Linked DNA regions of Anser cygnoides: all the other regions are linked to region 3. The links are chromatin contacts, called in public Hi-C maps. All regions are on one chromosome and are shown on one strand. Each heading gives the region's core, a stretch centred on a gene start, on an enhancer-like site or on the middle of the called end of the contact. The rest is flanking DNA. Distances are from core to core; before and after follow the strand shown.

The links. Hi-C and Micro-C count contacts between places; a contact is called where the count stands out from the background.
Region 1: a contact with region 3 is called in a Hi-C map of liver, with 2.8 times the contacts expected there. The contact joins the promoter of SLC29A1 here to the enhancer-like site in region 3. A contact is called at or near these places in 2 of 7 Hi-C or Micro-C datasets (both in liver).
Region 2: a Hi-C map of liver shows a contact between it and region 3, with 6 times the contacts expected there. The contact joins two enhancer-like sites. A contact is called at or near these places in 2 of 7 Hi-C or Micro-C datasets (both in liver).
Region 4: a Hi-C map of liver shows a contact between it and region 3, with 8 times the contacts expected there. The contact joins two enhancer-like sites. A contact is called at or near these places in 2 of 7 Hi-C or Micro-C datasets (both in liver).

The regions. Positions count from the first base shown.
Region 1 is chr3:33,858,644-33,862,830 of Taihu_goose_T2T_genome, forward strand. It overlaps SLC29A1 (solute carrier family 29 member 1 (Augustine blood group)), which reads right to left and starts at 1,735. Exons shown (of 14, transcript XM_048080133.2): 1 at 1,328-1,735. It overlaps LOC106048216 (spectrin beta chain, non-erythrocytic 2-like), which reads right to left. Exons shown (of 31, transcript XM_066993846.1): 29 at 4,117-4,187; 30 at 3,671-3,823; 31 at 2,816-3,266. The coding sequence ends at 3,031.
Region 2 is chr3:34,036,446-34,040,874 of Taihu_goose_T2T_genome, forward strand. No RefSeq gene overlaps it. Among named protein-coding and RNA genes, the nearest start is that of TMEM63B, 110 kb to the left of the region's middle. Within about 2 kb of position 2,661, at least 2 of the 3 cell types and tissues checked have open chromatin away from gene starts, as enhancers often do. A contact at or near this core is called in liver, where this site is marked.
Region 3 is chr3:34,324,441-34,329,162 of Taihu_goose_T2T_genome, forward strand. No RefSeq gene overlaps it. Among named protein-coding and RNA genes, the nearest start is that of MRPS18A, 46 kb to the right of the region's middle. Within about 2 kb of position 2,376, at least 2 of the 3 cell types and tissues checked have open chromatin away from gene starts, as enhancers often do. A contact at or near this core is called in liver, where this site is marked.
Region 4 is chr3:33,990,085-33,994,752 of Taihu_goose_T2T_genome, forward strand. No RefSeq gene overlaps it. Among named protein-coding and RNA genes, the nearest start is that of TMEM63B, 61 kb to the left of the region's middle. Within about 2 kb of position 2,542, at least 1 of the 3 cell types and tissues checked has open chromatin away from gene starts, as enhancers often do. A contact at or near this core is called in liver, where this site is marked.

The DNA of each region.
Region 1 (4,187 bases), core at 485-2,984, 470 kb before region 3:
TCGGTGGGCCGAAGCCAGGGCTGCCCACCCCGACCCGCGTCCCCCGTGTGGGGTTGTGGCTGGGACGGCGGCACGGTGCCGCCACGCCGAGAGGCAGCGTGGGGGTGAGGGCCAGGCAGCGTGGGGGTGAGGGCCAGGCTGCGGACCCTGCCCCGGCCTCCGCGCCCCGCGCGCGGGGTCAGGATCCTGCAAACAAGCTGGGGGGCAGCCGGGGCCACCGCGTCCCGGCCGAATCACACCGAGGGCAGCACGGGGACGGCGCCTGGGGGAGGAAGGAGCTGGGGAGGGAGCGGAGCGAGGGCCGAGGGCGAGCTCCCAGCGGTCAGCCTGCAGCTCGGAAGGGTCACAGGAGAGAGCCTGGCTCCGGGGACAAAGGGCTTGCGAGGTTTGGGCAGGGCTGGGGAAGAAACCCCGACGGGGAGGCGCAGAGTGAGGGCTCCCCGGTGGTGTCCCCCGCGCTGCAGGTACCCCAAGGACCTTACGGGAACACAAGGCACCACCCCAGTATGGCCGGGAGCATGGGGGCGAGCGCACCGGGGCCAAAAAACCCACCGGACCACCTGCCACCCCCACAGCACCCCAACCCCTGCCCCGTTGTGGGACAGCACACAGAGCAAAGCCACCGCTGCCGGTGTCCCCGTGCCCCAGCTCTGACCTGCTGTGTCCCACGGCACCGCCGCTCAGCCCCGTGCCCTAGTTACAGCGCCTGCAGCTCCGCGGCGGCCGTCCATGGCACACGGTGCCAGCCCGGGGCACGACCATGCACGCTTACATGTTGTTGTGATTTTTTTTATTTATTTTTGTTTGTTTGTTTCCGATGTCCGCAGGGCCGCTGGCGGGCTGCGTGCCCGCGGTGCTGCCGGCTGACAAGCCCGGATCCCGCACTGCTCAGGGGGAGAGCTGCCAGCGCTGCCTGCCTGCCTCTCCCCAGGTCCTAGCGCTCTGCCTGCCGCGCCAAGGACACCCGGCTGCAGGACAGCCCTCGGCCCCCCGCGCGGGGATGCCCCGTGCCCTCCTGGGGACAAAGTCCTTGTGAAGGGGGGGGCCCTGCCCTATAGGCATCGCCCTGCAGACCCTGCTCCCCCCGGACCTTTCCCTTCCGGCCGCAGCATGGCCGGGAGCCGGATCGTCCTTGTCACCAGATGCCCAGATCCCCGTTCAGCCCCGAGGCAGAGGGACGGGGCGGTGGGTGACAAGGCTCGGCACAGGCCCCCGGCTGCGGGGTGACCTTGCACGCGGGTCCTTGTGGTGGCTTCTCAGAGCCACGTCCCCTCCCCATCCAGCCCCCCAAGCCAGCGCCTTTCCCTCTCGCCACCCTGCCCGTTACCTCCAGGGCTCAGCTCCCCGCTGCCGCCTTGCCCAGTGCCGGGGATCCTCCGGTGGAGGGAGGACGGGGGCTGCCGAGCCCTCACCGTGCCACGAGCTCCTCAGCCAGGCGCTGGCTGCGAGCGGCTCCGTGGGGCTCCCGCTGGCTCAGCAGGTGGAGGCTGCGTGCACGCGGGGATTAGCGGGGGGAAGCGGCGCCTGCCATCGAGACCGCCAGCGGGATTCGTCAGCGGGGCCCGGCGCCAGGGCAAGGAGGGGGAGAGGGTGAGGGGAAGGCGCCCTCCTGCAGCGCGGGTGCAGGGGACGGTGCCCTCCTGCGACACCCCGCTGCACGGGGAGCGTGCCGTGGGCTCTGCCTGGGGTCACAAGGTGCCCCCGTCCCTGCTCCGTTTTACACGTCTCGTCTCACGCCGCCGTGCTGGACTTGGGCCAGCGTGGGACACTCTGGGCAGGTCGGTGGCTCCGGGTGTCACGCACCCCAAGCAGTGAGGGGGGACGAGCCCTCCGTGCGGCCCCAGCCCCGCTGCCCCTCCGCCGGGCCCCTGAGCAGCTCAGGAATGAGCTGGCGGCTCCTGACCGAGCGGCTGCTGCGCAGGGCCGGGGCTGCAAGTGCCTCCTCGCGGCACGGCCGGGGCTGGCCCCGTCCCAGGGCATCCCCCCCAGCCCCGAGCGAGCCGCCCCGCTCCTCTCTTCCCATTAAGGCAGTGTGCACGGGCCGAGCGGCGGTGCTGGAGGAAAACAGGTGACCGAGCCAAGAGACCGAGCCAAGAGAAATCTGCGGCCCCAAATCCCCCCAACTCCCCTCCTCCGGGAGCACGAAGCCCCTCGCTGGGTGACACCGCTGCCCCCGTCCCCAGCTGGGGGTTGCAGCGGGACACAGGGGGGTGGGAGCAGCCCCGTGCCCGCTACTCGTGTTTCTGCGCTTGCAGCCCTTGCTGCGGATCTGGGCGGCAGCCAGCCCAGCTATTTTAAGCCCCATCCTGTGCCTGCGGAGGAGAGGCTGAGCCTCGGAGCCTGCCGGGAGCGTCCTCACAGACCTGTCCTTTTTGCCTGAGGGCTGGTGCACACCCGGACGGGGCTTTGGGCTCCCTCCCCTTCCCGGCACAGACAGGAACCAGAGTGGCTGACACCAGCACGGGCTGGCGAAGCTATTGCAAAATTTTGGGACAGGGAAGCCCCCGGGGTCTGGCCACGCTCCCTGACCGTCACCACAGCATGCAGCACGCGCCTGCCTGCGGCCATCCTGCACCGAGCACGAGGCTCGAGGCTGAGCAAGTGAGGGAAACGGGGTCCAGGTGCCACGAGGGATGAGCTGGGCTGGGGACAACAGGGAAAACCACAGGACCAAGCTCCTCGGGAGATGCCAGGTGGCTCAGGCTTCCCCTCGAGCAGCACCGAGCCCGGCCACGGGAGCCCCCTCCTCTGACATGACCACCACCCACCTTCGGGAGCCCCTCTGCGGGCTGGATGAAGAAGCTCCCAGACCGCGTGTCGATCTGTTTTTTAATAAAAAGGCCCCCGGCCCTGCCTGTGCTGCGTGTGGGGGGAGGCCCGGGGGCGGGAAGGGGGAGGCGGGGGTGTAGTGCAGCCCCCCCGGGCAGGCGGCGAGCGGTGAGCTGGTGCTGGCAGCGGAGACGGTGCGAGGACGGCACCCGAGAGGAGGAACACGGGCAGGCGGGGGCTTTCCTCCCCCTCGGCCGGGGTTCACTCCTTCTTGCCGAAGAACTTCTTGAAGACGGACTTGTTCTTGGGGCGGGGGGGGCCGGGGGGCTTCTCCCCCAGCGCGTCCCGCGGGCTCCCCGGCCGCGCCACGAAGGAGTGGCAGCGCGCCCTGGGCACGGCCGCCGCTTGCTCCCCGATGTACAGCGTGACCGAGTAGCTGCTCCCGGCCTCCAGCGGCTCCTGGGGCACGGCCACGGGGGTGATCTTCTGGTAGGTGGCTGCGGGAGGGAGCAGTGAGAGGCTGCCAGCCCCCCCAGAGCCCTCCCCGAGCAGGGCACGGGGTGCTGCAGCCCGCGGCGCAGGGATGGGGGCACCAGCACCGCACGGGTGGCTCTGGGGACAGGGGCGCTGGTGCCACCTCCTGGCTGTGACAGCAAAACCAGGAGCTTGCCCAGAGAAGCCGTTGTCCTCTCACTGGTAGCTGTGGGGCTGAGCACAGCCACCCTGTAGGGCGCTGGGAGATGGCACAAGGCGGGGGAGATGCCTCCTGGTGGGATGGGTGACCCACCCCGTGGCCACCACCACTCCAACGGGACAAACACCGGCAGGCGAAGCACCTCCTGCCCCGATGGGGCTGCTGGACAAGGCTGCCCCAGCCACGTGTGCCCCGACCCCACCGTACCTGAGGTGAAGGAGTAGGACCGCCGCTTGTTGGCCACCAGCCCGCAGTCGTCGTCATCTGGGCAGCCGTTGTCCCACAGCCCAGGGGATGTCCTGGGTGACCACTGCTGCTCCCTGGGCCCGGCTGCGTGGCTGACAGCCCCACGGACATCCTCTGAAGCAGAACAGAGACAGGTCAAGGAGGTGTTACAGGGACACATGCCCAGGTGGATACGTCCTCCACCAGCAGATTGCCTTGACCCCAAGGCAATCCTGCAGACGCCAGCACGGCACTATGACACAAGGCAAGGCCGCCCCAGGACAGCCCTGCATCCTCCCAAACAGCCCGGCCTCACACTCTGCCACGGAGCTCGGGCAGGAGCAGAGCAACCCCAAGAGCACCCGCTGGGGCTGCATTTGGGCAGCAAGTAGGGGAGACCCCACAGGGCCCGGAGGCGAGGAAGTCACCTGCTGCCGACGTGCCATCGGCGGGGCCGTCCTGCGCGTCCAGGGGCAGCTGCAGCCGGGCGTTTGAGCGG
Region 2 (4,429 bases), core at 1,411-3,910, 290 kb before region 3:
TGAGTCCAAATGTCATTATTAACATTTCCTCCGGAGAAATCCTTCAAGACACTCTGTGGTGGTTGGTTCTAGACTAACCAAGCTTGAGGGCAAATTCCTCCTCAGCCCCACGGCCTTGAGGAAGGTTTATCAGAAGCAAGAAGGCACATTTTTCTGTTGGAAGTCTGACGTGTTTTAAATAGTTACTATTCCAACAGAACATTTGGAGAGCATTATAAGTACTACCTTCCTCTTAAAAAAATCTTGCTTAGCTCTTGTGCCCCCCAGCACCTTGAGGTAGTGAGTTCCAGCTAATCTGATAAGATGACAGTAAAGTCACGTGCAGCATTCTGGGGTGTCCTCATGCTGTTGGATTGTAGAACGGGGAGTTCAGGATACCTTTTTTTTTTTTTTTTTTCCCTCTAGCTTGTTAAACATTTCTGTGACAGCTCCTTCTGTCTGTCTTCTCTCCAAGTCAAACATTATTCACTGCTGTGTCTAGAGGTAAGTCTCAGAGGCCAGTTCCTCTGGGTGGGGGCATAGCAGCAGGGATATATGCAGGTGTTCCAGGGAACTCCATTCTCTCCTTTCTCCCACTACTCCCAGTTCTCCATCACTATCACTTCTCCAGTGTTCAGCAGGATGGCAGAGCTTGCAAAAGGAGTCAAAATGATGGAGGAGTTCCTAGAGGGCTGCGGATGAATTTCTCCAGACTATTCTGATGGAGAAGCTCTTTTAGAACTTGTAGGAAGTCAAAGGGAGGAATGTCAAAGCCAGCCTCCCAGTGGGAACCCAAAAGTAGTAAGCAGCTGCACTATCCAGCCTGTCTCGGTGCAGCTCCTTGCTCCACATGGTGTGGGATGCCACGATAGACCCAGTGTGCAACAAAGCAATGTGCCACTGGAAGTCTCCATTACATGATACCGTGCTGGTGAGCCATGGCCCCACAACGACTCGGTAGGGGTCCAGTTTGACCTCATCCAACTCTCTGATGGTAGGCATTGCCCTAAGCAGCAGGACTCCTGGAGACACAAGGCAGGACTGACGGCAGCACATGCTCTCTTGGACACAAAGATCAATGCTGGCTCTCAAGAAACATCAGCCTGTGCTGAAGTGGAAGAGGAAATGGTGCCTTTTCATTAGCACACCGGAGTACTGGCATGTGCCTGCTTCTGTGCCAGCAGGTATTAACGCCCATCAGAGCATGCCAACCAGCAGGCACTGTCTAATCCTGCTGTTGTATAATGAATAAGATTATTGAACTGGAGAACTGAAGGTCAGAGAATGAGAATGAAGGTGTCTGGTGCAGAGCTGCTGTGCTCCACTGAGTTATCAGGGGACACTTCCCTTGTGCCCTGCTCACCACTCCTCCTGGGGGCCTGACCAGTGCTCTTCTTTACATCCAGATGTTCATGGTCAAGAAGGAGGCTATGAAGACCCCAGTCGTTACAGTACAGGCAAGACCAACTTCAGCTCCAGACACTTGTGTCAGCTTGTGCTATATCTGGACATAGCTGGATATGTCCCACTGGATATGTCCCACTGGTCCCACTGGTTTCAGGCTATTATTGAAAGTTAGAGATGCTGCCTGACAAAATAGATGGAAGTTTTCCAAGGGATGAACCTTCCTTCCCGTCAGTGTGTTATGGGCCTGACAGAGGCAGAAGTGGAAGGTGAATATCCAGATTATCTGCAGGTGAAAGATACCAGGAAGTGAAGGGAAAGAGGAAATGCAGGAGTAAGGTCTCAAGAAGGCGAGAAACCCAAGTTATTTCTTTGTATCAGCTCTACATTATAAACAATAGCTTCCATCCCCAGGTCTCATCTCTTTTTCCCATAGCATGCAGAACTGAGAACTCTGAAGATAAAGATCTTTCAGTTCACAGAACGAAGAAAGAGATTACTGCATTACTCTGTAGGGCCTCAGGGAAGATTTGAATGCTTAAGACTTTGGATGGACTTTGAAGGGAACTGCCCTTGAGCAGCCTTTAACTGAAAGGACTGATCTGCAGTCTGAAGCATCTGGGGAGGGGCAAACAGGGTTCTCAGGATTGTATGAAGTCCACAGAGAGCTGAACATCTAATTAATTTCTCCAAACGAAGAAGAATTCCCTATCATCTGCCTTTTTTTGAAATTATCCAGAAATAGTGGGAGGGATCCACAAGCTTGAGGCTAATGCACAACAGCTCTGTTAATCATTTATTAGTGTTTATTTGGTGCGTGTAATGTGTGTGTGGAGATGGCTCTGATGAGCTCTAAACTTCTGGTTCCCATCTGGAAACTCTTGCTGTGCCCAGACTTTGTTCAGACTTTGTTTACCGTCAATTGGCCATCTGGCCTGTCACCAGGAAATACATCAGTACAGGTATCGATCTGTACCATTGATTTTGTGCCACTTCCTCCTCTGGGAGTAAGGAGGAATTCACATGAGAATAACTCATAAAATACTGAGTTCAGCATGCCACCACGGACCCACACAAGGGTCCTCTGTCATGAGGACCTCTCCTCCCTGCCAGTGAAACTGTCTGAAGAAAATAGAGTTCAGATACGGGTATCTATTAGTAAACTGATCAGATGGGACTGCAAGGAATTAGAGGCCTGGGAGGTACAAACTCATTCATCTTGTTTAGGCCAAATGACAGGTTTTTGTTGGGCAGAGGTGCCTGGAGAATATCACGAGGGTGGCTTGCAAGAACTGTCCTGCTGAGGTCTTTGGGCAACATCCACTCAGCTTGGTTTATGGAAGCAGAAAGAACTTGAAAGAAGTAGTCTGTTCCCCAGGCCAGCTGGGTGCTGCCGCTGCTCACGTCTCCTGGGTTTCCAAGGGAAGGCTGACATTCAAACCCCTCCCTTGGAGCAGGTCGTCTCCAGCTGTCTCAGACTCCTCTGATGTGTTCTTCCTCCTTCAAAGCACCGAGCTGGCCTTGGGTCCCTCCTCCTTCATCACTATGCTGGCTGCTGCCACTGCTCCTCCTCCTTCCAGGCGCCCGGCACGGTCTCAGGGGCTCCAGCTCCTGCTTCTTGCAGCCAGCTGACTTGTCCTTTCTGAACAGCGTGAAATATCAGTGAGACACACTGGTGCTGTTGCCCCAGAACAAATAGACCTTAGAAACTCTGCCTTGTGAAGCTGCACTGAGAGAGTGAATTCCTCCTAAGGTAGAGGTGTGCACCACAAATGCAGCACAGCAACAGGTAGAAATGAATGGGATGGGGCTGTTGGCAGCAGCCGAGGAGCTTCCCTGACAGTGGGGTTTCTGTGACCCATCCATGGGCACCGTGGGCCGTGGCCAAGCAGATGGAGTCCTGCCAGCAGCAAAGGTGGCTGCCAGAGGGATGGCTGCCAGATGTTCCAGCTCTCCATGTTCCCAGCCTCCTCATTTCCAGGGAAATCAAAAGAAAAAAAAATAATAAATTTAGACATGAGGACTGAACTAGCTATCACTGGCTGCTTTGGTGTTGAATACAGATTCCTCCAGGCTCGGATGGGAAGAAGTGAGTGTGGACTTATTTTAGAAGAGTTTAGGGAAGAGGTCAGGGTTTCCTGAATGCAGAAATGAAGAAGAGACCTGCATTCACATGGGGAGCACTGCAGGCCTCTCAACTGATGGCTGGCATCAATAGACAGTCTGGGAGAAGTGCTCACCTGGGTATGGAGAACACTCATACAGGCCCTGCACTCTACATAGCCGGGAGAAATCCGATGATATATGAAGCTCAGTGTCTCAAAACATCCCTGAATTCATCTGAATGCAGATGAATATAAACTAAAAGTTGTACAAAACTGCTACAGGAAAAGACTTCTCAATTTTACACTGAGGAAAAAATAAATAAATTTGTTAGGACCTCTTGTCCCAAGAATTAAATGAACCGTTTGACCTTCCATGTCCGCTGTTTCTGAAAGCAGAACACACCTGATGGACAAAAGGAAACACCATCCTATAGGCATTTCTGTTTCCATGTTCGTTCAGTTTGTGCCACAATCCATAATCCAGTGCCACCATCCACTGTATTCTAGACCCTGACAGAGCTGTCTTGAGTGTCTTGCCACGTGGCCGTGGAGCATAACCTTTCTTCAGTTCAGAATAGATATCCTGTAACAAAATAATGTACTTAGAGGGACTGCAAATAGACGTTAAAAAAAAAAAAAAAAAAAGTAGGAGGAGCATTTTCAGGAAGGCTAAAAACAAACAGCAGCATTATGGAGACATTTATTTACAGGCTTACAAAAAAATGGGTGGAAATCTGCTAACAGGCCAGTTTTGCTGTCTCTATTGTTTTCTGCTCTAGCCTCCCTAAATTTTGCTAGTCCCTTTTCTTCAGTGGGTATGAACTGGAGGACTTGCTAACAAGTGAAACCAAACTTTTCAAACCTCCTCACCTCAAAGCTGGCTCCAAGAGCCAATGTTAGGCAGCTGGAAATTGTTTTAAATAGCTCTAAGGATGTCTAAT
Region 3 (4,722 bases), core at 1,126-3,625:
AGCCTTTTTTAGCTGTGAGCAGGGAAACACCACATCCTCTAAAGCCCCCTCTTCCCTCACCACAACCTCCCTCAGCAACCCAGGAGGTCATCCCAAGCCCTGTCCGTGTTGTAGCCCTGCCTTTCTTCAGGCTGTCATGCAGATGGGGCCTCAGGAGAACAGTGGAGTCAAAAACACCCTTCTCCCTCAAGCAAAGCTTAATTTCCTTTATGTTTTGGTTCTGATATTGTCCCAAAAGACTTTCACCCAAAAGAGGTGACTGTCCCCCAAAGGGGAAAAAAAATAAACCCTTAATTTCAGGCTGTTTGATGCTGTTGCAACTCCCCATCACCAAGAGTAGCTGTATCCTTTGACACAGCAGTTCCTAGAGCACGTTTTAAGGGCAAATCAGCCTCAGTTAATAACCGTTTTTGGATTGCTTCATTTTGCATACCACATGCTAACCGCTCCCTTGACGCAGCATTTAAACTCTCTCCAAACTGGCAACACGCTAGTAATTTCCTTAGCCCCCCCACCTCCTTACCAACACATATTTAGAAATTGTTTCATTTTGCTGTTTTTTGTTGGTTTTTATTGCATTTTTCAGGAGCTCAAATGCATCACTATCACCACTGCCTTTATGGAGAGAGGGGCTGGGAAAATTTCCGCCATCTCGGCAAGCGTTCCACCAGCTAGTTTAACAGCAGCTACTAGCCTGTGGTTTCCTCCTCGGTTTTTCAGCAGTCACGGTATTCCTGGATTATAATCCCACCCTGGTCACCATTTCTTGTTTTGCTTTCCTTCTCAGACATAACACGAAGAGCCACACGGTCACGGATGAGCGCGTGCTGCATACACACAGCAGCTTCTCCCACTACATCCTGGCCACGAGCGTGGAGCAAACTTTGCTTTCTCGTTTGGCACTTCAGCCTGTCTTCTTAACCATTTATTTGCTCCCTGCAGGCTGTGCAGCTCCAGGATGTAAAGATCTGGTTTGATTTAGAGTATCTGTGACCCGATTGCAGCACCGGTTGATCTCTGCATCAGCTGATGGTTTTGTGTTGTAAATCCTCTCTGGCTGGAGCTCGGGCACACAGGCTGTTGTGTGTAAGTGGTTGGAGGTGTTGCTGCAGCCCTGAAGGGCCATGCCATAACCCCCTTTACCACCAGCACAGTCTCTCCAGCCCCAGAGCACCGCTTTTGGAGGGTGGGATGGGGAACGCATAAAAAGGTACCTTTTGGGAAGGGAGATGGAAGGACAGTCCAGGCACCAGGCTGGGGAAAGGCATTTTTACCATCTCCCAGCCCCACTCTGTGTTCTGGCAGAGCTGTGGAAATTCACCTGCAGTGTTACATCATGAGGGCCTGGCTCAGAAAGCTGAAAGGCTTCACCTCACCAGAGTCAGGCACTCGAGCACCAGCTGCGGGCGCAGCAGCATGGCTGGAAAGGTACTGAGGCCACGGTGACTCACAGGTAGGAGTCACGTCAGGAAGGGGATACCAGCTTGTATCGCCGTCCCCTCCCAGTTCGGTTTCAGTGGTTGCTGCTTGGCTCCTGCTGGTGGCATTTTCCATGCAAACTTGGCAGCGACACCAGTGCCCAGGATTAGCTTCCTCTGCAGGGGGAAGGGAAAGGCAGGTGATACTTGGGGTCGTGCCAGGCTGATCCTCACACAGAAAGACAATCTGGCTCCCTCTGGGCTCCGATGCTTTCTCTTGCCTCGTCCCAGAAGGGCTTCCTAAAACCCAAGTACGTTGCTCCTGGTGGCAGTGTTGCAGCCTGGACTGGCGTGATGCTACGGCAGTGAGGGGCATGGCAGGACCACCCCACCATGGCTGTCATGACCGGCTTGTTTCTGGGGCTCATCATCCCTCCCCGGCGTGCCCCTGCTCCCCCTGCCTTGCTCGGGCACCACACACACGCCAGACCTCCCAACAGCTGCAAACTCTCACTGCTTGTACAGAAAACAGCAGGCCAGCAACCGCCCTCTGTTTTCTTTTAGCTTAAATATGATAAATGTCAGAGAAAAGATGAGGAATTACTTTGGCCTGAGGTTCAGGACAGACAGCAGCAGATGTCAGGCCATGGGCAGATTTAGGGTGATGCCTTGCCTCATGCTATATTAAAGAGCATTGGTGTCTTGCCCCAGGAAAGGGGTACTGCCGCCTTCCCCAAGGCACCAGGTTAAGCATCAGATCTGCAGAGCCTCAAGGCTGCCTAACACAGCACTGAGCTCAAAATCATGATTTAGCCTGGTGGAAGATGCTGTGCAAGGAGCATCTGGGGGTGAGGGGCTGCAAATGGAGACTGAGGTACCCCAGCTCCAGCAGGCTTCGGGAGCTGCGGGACATGAGTGAGGAAAGAGACTTCGGACAGGATTAGCTGCAGGTGGGAATGAAGAACATGGGCTGAGCTGCAGGGAGGACATTTCCACAGCTGCTGTTTGCAATGTGCCCGGCTCTTGCCTCTGCTCGTGGTCTACTCACCTCTCACGAGCCACAGTTGTTTGTTTGTTTGCAGTGATTTCAAACCCAAGAGCAAAGCCTGAGCTGCCTGGAGCAGTGCTGCTGTCCGCTCCCACCAGCTGACCTCACATGTGTGCATGCAGGAGGAGGTATGTACACCATACTGCAGCCATCCAGGACCTGCTGCTTTAAACTCCAGCCATAGGTGTTGCATCAGGTTATGTAAAGTTCAGTTGCATCACGCACTGTTGCACAATGCAGCCTGCTCCTGACAGCGTGCCAGGCCCCGGCTTCATTCATCGATCAGGTCTCGTCGGCCGGAGCAAGCTGGCCAGGAGAAAGGTGCCTGCTCCTTGGGGTACCCTGCTGTGGAAGCCACCTCTTCCAGCTCACGACACCCTCCCAAAATGCGGGGGCAGAGCTGCCACCCAGGTCCGTGTTGCCATCATCACCAGCCATCATTATGACAGAACATTGGCACCAGGGCTCCATGAGAGTACAAGGCATGAGCTGCTCACCTGGCCACCCAGAGCAGGAACCATCTCTCCTCAGTGAGCTCCCCGCCACACATCCCCTGGCGTTGTGGGAGCCAGCACCATCCTGCCACAGTAAGTCATCAAAAATGTGCCATTTCAGAGCCATGTGCCCATCCCACTGTTGGTGTCCCCATATGGTACCTTGTGCAGGTGGTGCCGGGCAGCCTGGCATGGCATTGAGCCCGGCTGGTGCAGCCCCTCTGCCTCCATCCCCGCTGTATTTGTGTCCCTGTGGTCTGCAGAAACCATCAGGCATGGGCCAGGGCACTGCACCAGCTTGAGCAGTTCAAGCCCTAGGCTGATGGAAAAGATGGAGATGGGAATGGCCCATCCAAAGCAGCTGGATATAAGAGAACATCAGGAGCACATCTGAAACATGAAGGGGTTTAGAGGCAGCACCTAAACACCCAGGCCCATCTCCAGAGAGCTCCTGACCCCCACTGGGCTCCTGTGCATCTCCTCTCCCCGGACGTGCTGCGACACCCGTGGTGGCAGGCTTGGCGGTGTTGAGCTGCCAGTGGACTCATTGCTATTGTGTGAAATGCTCCCTTCTTGCCAAATGGCTCCCCTCCTCTGCTAGCAGCGCAATCCCGCGATGACCCACTCCAGGGTGCGGCAGTGCAAGCAGTGGCCCATCCACCGGGCTGAACTGGGTGGAAGCCCTGCGGCATGGGAGGGTCTCCTCTGGGAAGGGTGCGGGGGGACCTACCTGCGCAGAGAGGTGCTCTGTCCCCCTCCAGTGGCAGAGGCCTTCAGGAAGCAGCAGCCAGGCTTCGCTCTCCCAGTTCGCCAGGCCACAGCCATCTCTCGTGCTTTTGGCAGCAGAGCCTGGGCACTCAGGTCCTGCTGGTGGTGGCAATGCCATGTGTCGTAGCCGTGGTGGGCTCCAAAGCCACCAAGGCATCATGCCAAGGAAGTCCCATCCAGGAAGATGCCCCGGCAGGACATCCTGTCACCCGTAGGAGACCCCAGCCAGCCACGGCCTGGTTGTGTGCAGACCCTGATCTGCATGCAGAGCTGCGTGGCTGCAATATTTACTTAAGGAAGGTACAGTTTTTGCCTTTGGTTTCTTCCCTGCCCAAGATTCTATTGTTTGAAATGGTTGAAGGTAATTCACAGTATCTCTGTACAAAGAGCTACAAATTTTGTCAGGTGTATGCCATGCCTGCAGTTTCCTCATGGGGCTATAGCTGAGCAGGGGCACAGACCGGCTGAGAGGACGCCTACCAGTCCCTCCATGGGGAAATGTCCCAACTCTCATGGAAGACCCCAAGAGAGCCCAGAACATCAGGAACCACCTCAATCATAGCATGAAGATGCTCAGGCGATTGTCCTAGAGCACTTGCTGGCCTGTGGACGACGCAGCACAGACAGGCACAAAGCCCCATCCCCTGCAGACCCGACCACCTTTGGGCGGTGGGAATGTCCTCCGGGCTGGGCATGAACTTGGAACAGGTTGGGTGAAGGTGAGAGGTCTGGGAAGATAAGGGAGCCCGACGAGCTGGCAGGTCTGGTGTTTTCCCTCTGTGGAATGACAGGAAGAAAACACATCCACACCCGCATGACAGATTTCACCTCCAAGATATACACTAGCTGCAGTGGGAGCACACGGTGGGGAAGGTAGGCACCACCAGGCCACAGCCCAGCTCGCCATCATCTGATTTCCCCGTCCTAAATAGCACACGCCAGACACAGGCTGGCTTCATTGGGCTTGCTGAGGCCATTGAGTAGGAAGAGGGTA
Region 4 (4,668 bases), core at 1,292-3,791, 330 kb before region 3:
AACGAAGATAAAAATCCCATGACATCTGTTTGCACTTTAAAAAAATTGCATAAAAACCAAAAACACAAATAAAGCTAACATTTGATGTGTGATGAGCAGTTTCCCCTCTGCCTGTGTGACAGCCTGGAGCTGCTGATGACTAGACGGGCTGCGACTACGGCTCAGAGAAAGCCACAGGAAAATAGCACCTGATTTACAAAGCCAAGCTTTCAGCCTCTCTGGGGTCCCCAGATGGGCGGGAGGTGACAACCCTGAGCAGCCCCCGTGGCTGCTGACCCTCCCAGGCCAGCTCAATGCACAGTCCGTAGAGATCCTGGATCCTAAGGAAGGCGTCAGGGCCGAAAGGGGGCAAGTGTGGAGCAAGCACATCTCCTCCCTTCACCCTCCATCACGGGTGTCCGATCCAGCTAAGCAGCTCAGTCAATGGGCAGCCAAAGACAGGCCCCGGAGCAGGATAGCTCATACCCTTCTGACACATATGGTCATTATTTACAGCGATCCTGTGCCTTGCTGACTGCATGAAAAATTACAGAAGTTGGCTTGATGGTACAGAGCTAACTTAAGGCAGACAGCATGCCCCCCTTCCCCTTAGAGGGAAACTCACTGAAATCCCCAGGCCGGCTCTCAGAAGCCAGCAATAAGAATGGGAACAAAAATTGCATAACTTAGTGCTATTTGCAATGGCCCTGTGCCTTCTAGCTATCCAGGCCCCTTCTGAGTATTGCTAAGTTCATGGCTGGTGCTAAAATGTATGTTATTCCACTGGAATTCCCCACCCTTGAACTTCTCCTCCGCTGCTTTTGTGGCCACGAGGGAAAGGGCAGGTGTTGCCAGCTGCCCCCCTTGAGACCATCAGCACACTCGTATCGAGCCTCTCTTGCTCTTCTTCCTTCTGAGGCAATGTATCCCAGCATTTTTGGGGTATTGTCAGACAGAAGCTAGCCCCCAGCTGTCCTCGCTGCCTTATCTCGTACGGGACTGGCGGCCGGGGCTGCATGCTGGGTGATGCACAAGTGTTGGGACCACAGCAGTGTGCTTTCCCAGGCCCTTTTACGTGGTGTCCACCTCCATCCTAAGCATTTCTACAGATCTCTTGGAGCCCTGGAAAGCCCACAAGCCACAGGGCTCCAGGTTGCATTAACTTGTATTCACCACCCTGGGCTTCCTCCTGCAACTGGGATCTTCACTGAGCATCTGAGGGGTGTCTCCCCAGGCTTCCTCAAGTCCCTTCACGTCCAGCAGGCACTTGCATCACTTTTACCTCCTTATACATCTTCCTTAACTCACTGCACATCCTTCTTGTATTGTTGTATCTTCTTTTCTAGATCATTTAAGGAACCAGCACGTGGTACCTGCTGGCTCCGACAAGGCAGTTTTGACGGGGAGGAAAGTGGAAAGTAAGTGGTGGGTAAGTGTTATTGTGTCTGGGCGAGAGTGTGTCAGGCTCCAGATCCAGGATATCTGGGATTGCTGCATAAAGCAAGGGATCTCAAGAGGCTAAAAATACAAACTTGCCACCAAATGCGACAGCACAGCTCTGCAGCAGAATCGCCTGGGCAGTGGGTGAAGAGAAATCCTGACAGCCCCAAGTGCTCCCAGAGGCTGCCTTTGACTTCAGGGCCTGACAAGGGGATTTGAAGAACAGGACACACACCATTCTTGCAGGGGAACTTTTCTTGAGCCTACTGACTCTTTTTCTAGGCCAGCCTGTGGCAGCAAAAAACTCCTTCTGACTTGTGAGCCTGTGCTAGCAGCCCTTCTGCTTTACATCAGGACTGAACCACCTGGTATTTTCTCTGTGGGATGAGAGAACATTAGAGAGGTTGTGTTAAAGCCCAGGACCCATCTGACTGTGGATAAAAGAAAAGAAAAAAAAAACAACAACAACAAACAAAAACAAGCAACCAATCAAAACAAAAACAAAAACAAAAACAAACAGAAGACAAATGAAAAAAATGAGGGGAGAGCCATCACACCGCATGGACATTGCTGGTAAAAACCTCCCTCCAGCTTTCAGTTAAGGTCAGCTGAACTGAAGCACTTGCTTGGAAATATGCGTAAGCAATTCTCTGGGCAAGAGCTCTGGAGCAGGCTCGGGCAAGGCCTGGTGGGACAAACGTGACTGCAGTCAGAAAGCACTCTCCTTTTTCCCCGGGATGCAAACTCACTAACCCCTGTGGGATGGTGGACACAGCATGAGCAATGAGAGCAAGGATTGCACAACACGCTATGCTAGAAACCAGGCTTGACGTTCAGCCAGTGTAAATTTAAACCAAGTGCTATATTGGGTCAGATCAAAAGTCCACCTAGTTCGTCCTCCTGACTTGGAGAGCAACTAAAAGCCTGACTTCAGGGGTACAGCATAAAAACCATACCTCAGCGGGGTGATCTTTCCTCCTGTGGACCCTCTTGGCTTCTGCCAGCGAGCATGGCAGACATGTCCAGAGATGGAGTTTTGGCTAGACCGTTGTATTTAACAACAAGAGGCTTCTCCAGAAATTTGCCTGGAGCCTTGTTGGGACCTCTTTGGGTGTTTGCCTCCCACGATATCCCGCAGTGATGGGTTCCACGGGGTGGTCATGGGGTGGCCGTGCACCGCGCAAGAGGAGGTGGTGTTACGGAGTGGATGGAGGCCAAGTGAATGCACACTGCACAAACCCCAGCATACACACAAATGAAGACTACGAATTTTCTGTGCTTGTGAAGAAATCCTGCAGGCATAACGTAAAGAAGAAGCCGAGGAAGTCCAAGTTTGAAACCGGTTGCTGGTCATTACTGCATGAAGGACAACTTCACGGGAATTCTGCAAAGTAATTTTAATTGTGATGCTTTGAAAACGTTGTGTAAATAAAGTCTCTGTGATACATATGTTGCAAGTTATTATGAAGCCGTAAAAGAGCTAGGAAAGGAGAAACCGAAACACAAAATGTTCTGTGACGCCAGAACACTCTTCTGGCGAGTATCAGTTTGCAAACCGCAGTGTAAGTTTATGCCCACAATTCAATTGACCTCCTGAAAGCAAAGGTAAACAGGAATAGAAGGGCAGGCGTCTGCGGTTCCCTCTCTCCTCTAGAGAAATTTATTCTCTGTTGAGCTCTGCCCTGTTTTGCTGGTGTTCCCTCAGCCTCTGAGCAGCTGAAACAAAACCAGCCAGAGAGCTCCTTCCTTAGGTGTGCAGGGAACGGGGCCTGTGAGACACACTTTGCAGCTTTGAGAGCAACCACATGGCTCCCAGATCTAGGGAGGGAACCCTACACCCACCCCAAAAACCACACAAACCAAAGAAAAAGTTGGTTAAGGAAGCAGCCTGCCCTGAAAGGCTGCACTTTGTGCTGGGAAGGGTCTGAACCGAACCTTAGCTGGCCCTTGGGCTCTTTTGGCGTATGCTGCACACTTGGTCCAGTTGAAAAGCTTAGGGAAATCAGAGAGGCAGGAGCTTCCCACAGGTCAGGCACAGGGTTGGGGCTCAGGAGTTTTCAGTTTTGCACTTGAATAGGCTGGATTTGAAGCACAGAATTGGAGAAGCCACTTTACTTGTGCCTCCAGTCACATCATACATGCCAGGGCGTGCGGGGGGCTTCCTCTCGTGGGACCCTGCGTGAACAGGAAAGCTTTGAGCCAGGGATTGCTTCCTACCCCAAGTGTGCAGCACGGCGAGTCCCTAGCCTCCCTCACCCTTAAGACAGCTGTGATGCAAACGGTCAGTCATCAGAGGATTGGTTTTTCCCAACCGTGAATTCAATTTTCAACCGGGCATCGTATTCTCTGCAGCTGATGAACATTTCTGGAGGAAGATTTGCGACCCCGGCAAGTGATTCGGGTTCGTGCCCTGTTCAGCAATTAAATTCACTTCTGGGTTGAGGAGGGAACGGGTGCTCTAGGGTGGTCCACCAAATCCAGAGCTGCACTACACAACTGAAGACACAGCTGGAACAAAGGATTTCACAACGAGACTTTTACAGCTAAGGCATTTGGGATCTTTTGATCTGGACTCGGTACCCGGCCACAGATCTGCAGCAAGAGCAGAGGCTCTCAGGTTCCTCGTCTGTACAAGGGGATGCTCCAGCCCCTCTTTACAGGAGGGTTGCACACAGATGCAAAGCTACCCAACGGGCTGGTGGAGCCTCCAGCAGAAAACTCAAAGACAAATAATCTGTTTGAAAAGGGGACGTGAGTCAATGAAGAGTTTTTATTATTTCGAGTGAATATTTGGTGTGTATTTATTTGCAGTTCCCTCTTCTACCCTCCCCTTTTATACTTTAAAGCAATTCAGAAACAAACTAAAGTTATGTTTCACATCAGCTCCTTCACGTTTGGGATCAAGTAACTTTTTTTCCTCCTTCAGCTGTTGAAGGAAGCTGATGGCTGGGAACTGCCAACAGAGGGGATTAGCATCTGCTGAACGCTGCCAGCTCCTAGGACTGATCCAACGCCAGGCAGTGCCCGTGATGGCTCTCAGCTCGCGGCTTCTCCCCCCGTCATTGTTCCCCTCCCAGCCTTCTCTGATGGCCACCCAGCTGTTCTCTCACTCCAGCCCTCAGATTTACAGTCTGTCACAGCTCACAGCTGCGAGCAGGGCTTGAGCAGGGCTGGCCTGCTGTGGTTGGAAGGACTGGCCCTCGTTTCTGGCGCTGCCACCTTGCCTTCCAAAAAATCCCAGTGCTCAGA